Linked DNA regions of Oncorhynchus mykiss: region 1 is linked to region 2. Evidence: chromatin contacts called from public Hi-C data. All regions are on one chromosome and are shown on one strand. Each heading gives the region's core, a stretch centred on a gene start, on an enhancer-like site or on the middle of the called end of the contact. The rest is flanking DNA. Distances are from core to core; before and after follow the strand shown. Region 1 holds the start of insrb (insulin receptor b). Region 2 overlaps insrb (insulin receptor b).

Region 1 (3,720 bases), core at 64-2,563, 120 kb before region 2:
AGGGCACTAAACACCAGGGCACTAAACACCAGGGCACTAAACACCAGGGCACTAAACACTAGGATACTAAACACTAGGGTACTAAACACTAGGGCACTAAACACTAGGGTACTAAACACTAGGGCACTAAACACTAGGGTACTAAACACCAGGGCACTAAACACCAATCAGCACAGGTGTTGTAAGGTGGTATAACAAATGTGTTATATATCCTGTATCTCCTCAATTATTTTTTTGGAAGGGGGTGGTGGTGTTCACATTTCAAGATTTAGGGCCAATCAATGTAATTCATGTTCCATGTATGTGTGTTGCTGGAGAGAGGACGAAGAAGTACTGCAGCAGCCTCTCGCTCTGAACAAGCAGTGCTGCAGGCACAGAGAGCATTAATCTGAAACAACAACAAAAAGTGCATGTACTTTATTTTCCTGAATGTAATTTCCTGAGATGAGGATTACTTAAAAAAGGTGTATATTTAACATGTTGGTCATTGATCAATTTGAATGAACAACACCACCATGACAAATGGTTTGGTTGAACAACAAGATGACGAAATGTGATCCTGGATGATTCGAAATACTTCTTTGCCCTCAAACAACAACCACAGAAGAGAAAGACGTCCTGCATGCAAGGCATGCAACCACCATGTTAATCATGAACAAGCTCCCACACTCATAAAATGTTGTCAAATCCATGGTGATAATACTGGGGTTATGCTGATGTGTTTGTCATGCAAAACTGAATGACTGGACTGTTGTGTACCAAGCTAAAGGCAATACTAGGCTTCCTTCCTGCCTCCAGGGTCGAGATAAGACTATTTATTTATACTAGTCTCTGCTAAAAAAAACCCATCCCATTATTACTTTGAATCTACACTATACTTAAACAAATTAAACTATAATTCATTTGTGCAATTTGGAAATCATTAGTTAGAATAAATATTGATACAAATTATAAATTAAAGATGCATCTGCTGCCTATCACTTTATCTGGTAGTTTTAAAGCCAACTTGGCAGATAAGATTTTTAATTACAATTTACTATGAACATTTTTTTATGTTTTTTTATTTTTATGAACACGTGCCGGCTGGAGTAATAGAAATAACTCCAAATCATTCATTTTAAATTGTCTATCATCTCCGAACGATTGCGTTTTTGTCGTTCTAATAATATTTTTGGTTGGGTGACACAAAGAGAATTTTGTTAGGCTCATGGATGGGCTTTGTATAGTGCAATACACTCCAATCCGCACTACCCAGCGGTTCTCGCACTAGCTCTAGTCCGTGTTTTCCAACGTCCCCTATCTGCCCCAGCTGACTGGCAGTACTTGTTTACTGGTGGATAGACACAGAAAGAGACGAAAAGGGGGGAACCTGAAAGAGGTACCGTTTACGGGGATCGAAGTTTTTCCACACTTCGAAGCTATGAGCTGGAAGCGGCGAATATTATTTGTTTAATGGCTAAAAGTAACGTTCGCTGTATCACGTTTATTGTTTATGGGTGTTTTCATTTTTGTCGTGGCGTGACTGAAGGAGTTCAGAGGAAGGTCGTTGAAAAAGCTATCCGCGTTTTTTCCTTTTCCTGCATGAATCCAAATGAGTTCCTGGGGATGTGTTCATGTTTTTATTCGCACGTCTTAAAAGGTGGTCTTGCTGTGATACTGCGAAGAAGGGGAAATACTTGGGAGGTGCATGAACCACTCAATCAGCGACCTGTGGATTACAGCAAGATAGCCAACTCGATCCCATTACTATAACTAGTTCATGTTAGCTAGTTGGGTTATTGGGTTGATAGACATTCGGCTAAAACAACTGGGGATTTTTTTTTGGAAAGAAGAGGACACATATTTCGACATTACTAAGCATTTAAACATTTTTTTTGCTTTATTATATGAAAATACGGTCTCTGAGCGTTTTACCAAAAGCACGACCGCCCATAGCTAATTCCATGTATTTTCAACATTGTAACCTCTTTTGTCGTGGAATGAGCCCGTAGTTAGTATCCCGACGTGTTCCTCTTTACTAGTTTAGTTTGCACTGTGGGATTTATTTTTCTCGAATCGGAAGACTTTTTATATAGAACAGATGAAAGTGACCTATCCCTTATAATTGTGGAGAAAATGAAGCTTTTTATTCGCAAATGTATCGCCAGAACCCAAGATCACGTTATTTAGTGGTCATTTGTTTCAGGGATAATCAAAAATCACCAAAATTAGCTGGGAAGATATCAAGATAACGTTACAACCACATTGGACCCCCCCCCGGCCCCTTTTGAAGGGGGGCTAACTGGACTAGTTCTCGTCTCTCTCTTTTTTTTGAATATTTGTTTGTTTTCATTTCTTAGAAACACATTTTTTAAAACAAACTTTGGATATCTTCAAAACAACCCCCACGTTTTTGGATGCACTAAAAATAAGAGAAAACAATCGAAGTCACAATGCGGCTTGGGACCTCAGCGGCTGTTTTGGTTACTTTTATCTACATGGTGTGTCATGGTGGGCTAACACATGGAGAAAGTAAGTACAGCTATATTCTAAATGCAATACTGGTTAATGATTCATGTGACTCACTCTCTACACACCACCCATCCTACCATCATTGTAGGCACCGAATTTCATGTGTTTGTTATTCCCATGGAAAAAAAATAGGTTTTAATTTAAATGAGGGATTCAATGCAGTGGTCACTGAAACAATATGATTGTTTGACCATTTTACCATGAGATTTTTGCCTAAATTATAGTAAACACATTTGCGTCCCATGGTGTTTTTACAAATATTTGTTAGCAAAGTTATTAAAGAATAGCCACGGCCACTCTTAAAATATATTATTGAGGCCTGTCATGGATGCGTCAACCCGAGGGCCAGATTAGCTCCTGATATGGACTAGGGTGGTCTGTTGCAGAACATCTAAACAGGAAATTGTATAATTCGCTTGCACGCGTAGGCCCCTTCATGGCGACTTGCTACGCACACTCACGTTGTAGCTGGAAATGTAAACACATTTAGCCAACGTTATGAAGGTCCATGAAATCACCATAAACGCAGGATTAATAACAAACACTATGCCCATCTCTCAGAAGAAATGCCTGAAATAATGTTCATATTCACACGCTCACCATGTGTCGGACAATTACTGTGAGTGTGAGGATGTTTACTATGGAGGAAACAAAACAAGATTCCAGGCACCCTTTAACTATATCTCTTGTTTTATGATACACTTTGTTTGAAAAACGAGGCGTATCTTGGTGGCATGTGCAACCATTACATTTTTAAAGTATACAGGCTCTATCCTTTTAGCTTTATTGCAGCAGAAAAATATAGAACCCACTCTCTGTAGTGCCTTCATAGCTGTCGTACGTTTTCCCTGTGTATTGATCCAAACCTTTTCAGCTCAGGATTCAATACATTTCTCACAGCATACCGTATATTTATGTCACTATAATCCTGTCCTTTAATGCAGTCTTTTGGGCTTTAGTCCATGCCTGTAGTTAAGTGGGCTCCCGTATTTGGCACACTCGGTCTAAGGCACTGCATCTCAGTGCTGGAGGCGTCACTATAGACCCTGGTTCGATTCCAGACCGTATCTCAACCAGCCGTGATTGGGAGACCCATAGGGCGATGCACAATTGGCCCAGCGTTGTTAGCGTTTTGGCCGGGGGTAGGCCGTGATTGTAAATAAGAATTTGTTCTTTACTGGCTCGCCTAGTTAAATAAATGTTATTTCA
Region 2 (4,031 bases), core at 588-3,087:
TACACAGGAGAGACTCTTAACAAAGCAGCTACTTTCTTATCCAAACATTTGAGTGTTTTATGGCTGAGCGTCAGGAAACGAGTCATTGCGTACACAGCAGCTAGGACGTCAAACCTACCTTTTTGTATGTCGTCGTCTTGGTGACAGTTGATGTCTTACCTTTTTTTTAATTATTATTATTTTTTTATATAAATAGACTTAACAATGGGAACAGAGAGCGCAGTTATTTTTCACATCACTTCTTCTAGTAACACTGTGTGAATAGTTCCAAGATAGTAAGGTTAGAGGTTATTAGCCATAGAGTTAACCTTTACCCTCTGTGTACAGCTCCCTTCCTCATCCCTCTAACACCCTGACTGGGTGGGGTGGTGTTCCAGCTCTTTCCAACTTCCTCCACCTTTCCCAACACAACTATCTGTGGCCTGGGGCAATTCTGACATCACCACCACAATGTTCATTCTGTTTCCACCTTTCCTCCTCAACACCACCACAGCGTTCATTCTGTTTCCACCTTTCCTCCTCAACACCACCACAGCGTTCATTCTGTTTCTACCTTTCCTCCTCAACACCACCACAGCGTTCATTCTGTTTCCACCTTTCCTTCTCAAACTGTTGTTTTCACCCGATGGGGAGCTCCTCTCCTCTTCCCTCTCCTGTCCACAAAGGTTTCATACTCTCTCTCTCTCCCTGTTGTTGTTGCCTTCATAATCATCTGTGTGTCAGGCCTGGCAGCGTGTCCTCAGTCTGACGATATAGTGACACTACGGCTCACGCTCAGTCTCCCTGCCTCCCAGGGATCCGTCTGTTGATGTTTTTGTTTCCCCTATAGTCTTCCTCCTCCTCCTCCTGTCCACCCTCTTCCTCCTCTCCACCCTCCTCCTCCTCTCCATCCTCTTCATCCTCTCCATCCTCCTCCTCCTGTCCATCCTCTTCCTCTCCATCATCCTCCTCCTCTCAATCCTCCTCCTCCATGGGATGATGTTTTAAATCAGATCACTAGAAGCATTTATCGTTCAGCTTTTGAATCGTAGGACTCCTAGACAGTGCAAATAATATAGTAAAAGTGCATGCCTGTGTGTAAGTGTGTGTTTTCTTAACTTTTCCTTGTAAGCTTGTGTGTGTGTGTGTGTGTGCGCGCTCTGAGTGAGAGCCTCTGGGGTAAAGCCTGTTTGTTATGGTTCCCCACCCTTTGCCCTCAGACAACACTGCCAATTAGAGGGGTGGTTTATGTGTAAGAGCAGGAAGTATGTTCCTGTGCCTGCGCTGCTATTGGCTCACACCCACCGCCTCTCTTCCCAGGCTCTCTCTTTGGGGGGTTTACAGCCCTGAACACATGAAACGTAAACACACAGCTCACCTTTGATCATCAGGAAAGAAAACACATTAAAATCCAGCAGAACACACTAGTGAGAGATGAGCAGCTGCCTGGATGGGTGTAGTGTTAGTGAAATAGAGATACGCTGGGTGTAGTGTTAGTGGAACAGTGTAGGTTTCCATCTTCTGTAGAGTCGTTGGAATCATCCATCATTCTGCCCCTGAACAAGGCAGTTAACCCACTGTTCCCCGGTAGGCCATAATTGTAAATAAGAATTTGTTCTTAACTGACTAGCCTCGTTAAATATATATATACATTTTTTAAATCAAAAAAGCATTTTTCTTCTCCTCCATCCGGTTTGAAATAAAAACAAGGCATATGAATGAAAGAGGGTCCGTGGCCTGGAAACGCAAGAGAGAGAGAGAGGGAGACTGATTCAGGCTGAGGGGAGGAGGGGGATGAATGAACGGGCTGTGTTTGGCACTGCTAGCGTAACCTAGCTTTAGCGTGATCAGAATGGGAATGCTGCAGGGCAGTGTTAGCCGCAGTGTTAGCATAAACATTGTGCTAGCTAGTAGTAGGCTCTGAGCAGGCCTGGGGCAAAAAGGGCTGAGCGGGAGGGAGAGAAAGGATGGAGAGGAGGGAGGGAGCTCCCCTCAGCAGCGAGAAATGGCCTCGTATTCTCCTAGTTTGCCTCGGTTGCTTTCTGTTTGCTTTCCATGGAAGGGTTAACCCTGGGCAGCTCTCCTCCCTGACATGAAAGGGTTAACCCCGAGCAGCTCTCCTCCCTGACATGGAAGGGTTAACCCCGAGCAGCTCTCCTCCCTGACATGGAAGGGTTAACCCCGAGCAGCTCTCCTCCCTGACATGAAAGGGTTAACCCTGGGCAGCTCTCCTCCCTGATATGGAAGAGGCCATTGAATGGCTGCTTTCCACAGCCAGCAAACACATTGGTTAAGGGTGAGGGCGGATCTGGTGTGGGAGCTGTACTACGGAATGGATTCCTCCTGGGGGATCGGGAGTCAGACTGACACAACGTGGTCACAGCATGTACACACTGCACTGCACAAAAAGAGAAGAGCGGGGAGTGAAAGTATGTTGATGCATTTTTCTGTTTGTGTGAGAGTGTTCACTGCTCAGTGTGAAGGGAAACAGAAAAAGGCTCTGATGTCAAAGAGACCCCTCCCTCCCTCCATCTTCTCTCCACCTCTCTGAACCCACACTATTCCTCCTCTAGCCCCCTCCCTCCCTTCATCTCCTCTCCACCTCTCTGAATCCACACTATCCCTCTCTCCCTCCACCTCCTTCCCTCCCTCCATCTTCTCTCCACCTCTCTGAACCCACACTATTCCTCCTCTAGCCCCCTCCCTCCCTTCCTTCATCTCCTCTCCACCTCTCTGAATCCACACTATCCCTCCCTCCCTCCCTCCCTCCCTCCCTCCCTCCCTCCCTCCCTCCCTCCCATCACCTCCCCACCTCTGGAGGAGGCTGGAGGAGCCCACCTCCCTTCACCCCTCCCTCCCTTCCTTCATCTTGTCTCCACACTATTCCTCCTCCAGCCCCCCCCTCCCTCCCTCCCTCCCTCCCTCCCTCCCTCCCATCTTCTCTCCACCTTTCTGAACCCACACTATTCCTCCTCCAGCCCCCTCCCTCCCTCCCTCCCTCCCTCCCATCACCTCTCCACCTTTCTGAACCCACACTATTCCTCCTCCAGCCCCCCCCTCCCTCCCTCCCTCCCTCCCTCCCATCTTCTCTCCACCTTTCTGAACCCACACTATTCCTCCTCCAGCCCCCTCCCTCCCTCCCTCCCTCCCTCCCTCCCTCCCTCCCTCCCATCACCTCTCCACCTTTCTGAACCCACACTATTCCTCCTCCAGCCCCCTCCCTCCCTCCCATCACCTCTCCACCTCATTCCTCCTCCAGCCCCCTCCCTCCCTCCCTCCCATCTCCTCTCCACCTCTCTGAACCCACACTATCCCTCCACCCCTCCCTCCACCTCCTTCCCTCCCTCCCATCACCTCTCCACCTCTCTGAACCCACACTATTCTTCCTCCAGCCCCCTCACTCCACCCCTTCCCTCCCTTCACCTCCCCACCTCTCTGAACCCACACTATCCCTCCAGCCCCCTCCCTCCAGCCCCCTCCCCCCTCCTTCCACATTCCCTCCCTCCCTTCACCTCCCCACCCCTCTTAGAGCCCACACTATCCCTCCTTCAGCCCCTTCCTCTCTCTCCTCCAGTACTCCTCTCTCTCCCCCAGCACCCTCCCTCTCTCCCCCAGCCTGCTTGCTGAGAGGGATCCTTCCTTGTTCTTCTGTTGACAATAACAGTGTGTGTGATGTCCTCACCGTGGTGTCATCCCTCGAAGGCTGTCTGTCTGGCTGGCTGGCTGTCTCTGTCTGGCTGTGTCTGTCTCTGTCTGGCTGTGCCTCTCTTTCTCTGGCTGTCTGGCTGTCTGGCTGTGCCTCTCTTTCCCTGGCTGTGCCTGTCTTTCCCTGGCTGTCTGGCTGTCTGTCTCTGTCTGGCTGTGTCTGTCTGTCTGGCTGTGTCTGTCTTTCCCTGGCTGTCTGGCTGTGCCTCTCTTTCCCTGGCTGTCTGGCTGTGCCTGTCTTTCCCTGGCTGTCTGGCTGTGCCTGTCTTTCCCTGGCTGTCTGGCTGTGCCTGTCTTTCCCTGGCTGTCTGGCTGTGCCTCTCTTTCCCTGGCTGTCTGACTGTGCC

What was found. A called contact is a pair of places that touch in the nucleus more often than the background predicts.
Region 1: a contact with region 2 is called in a Hi-C map of liver, with 7 times the contacts expected there. The contact joins the promoter of insrb here to the enhancer-like site in region 2. A contact is called at or near these places in 2 of 3 Hi-C or Micro-C datasets (blood and liver).

What each region holds. Positions count from the first base shown.
Region 1 is chr5:93,610,032-93,613,751 of USDA_OmykA_1.1, reverse strand. It overlaps insrb (insulin receptor b), which reads left to right and starts at 1,313. Exons shown (of 20, transcript XM_036978849.1): 1 at 1,313-2,511. The coding sequence starts at 2,433.
Region 2 is chr5:93,491,472-93,495,502 of USDA_OmykA_1.1, reverse strand. All of the region lies in intron 2 of insrb (insulin receptor b), which reads left to right. Among protein-coding and RNA genes, the nearest start is that of LOC110524839, 81 kb to the right of the region's middle. Within about 2 kb of position 1,837, at least 9 of the 11 cell types and tissues checked have an H3K27ac peak or open chromatin away from gene starts, as enhancers often do. A contact at or near this core is called in liver, where this site is marked.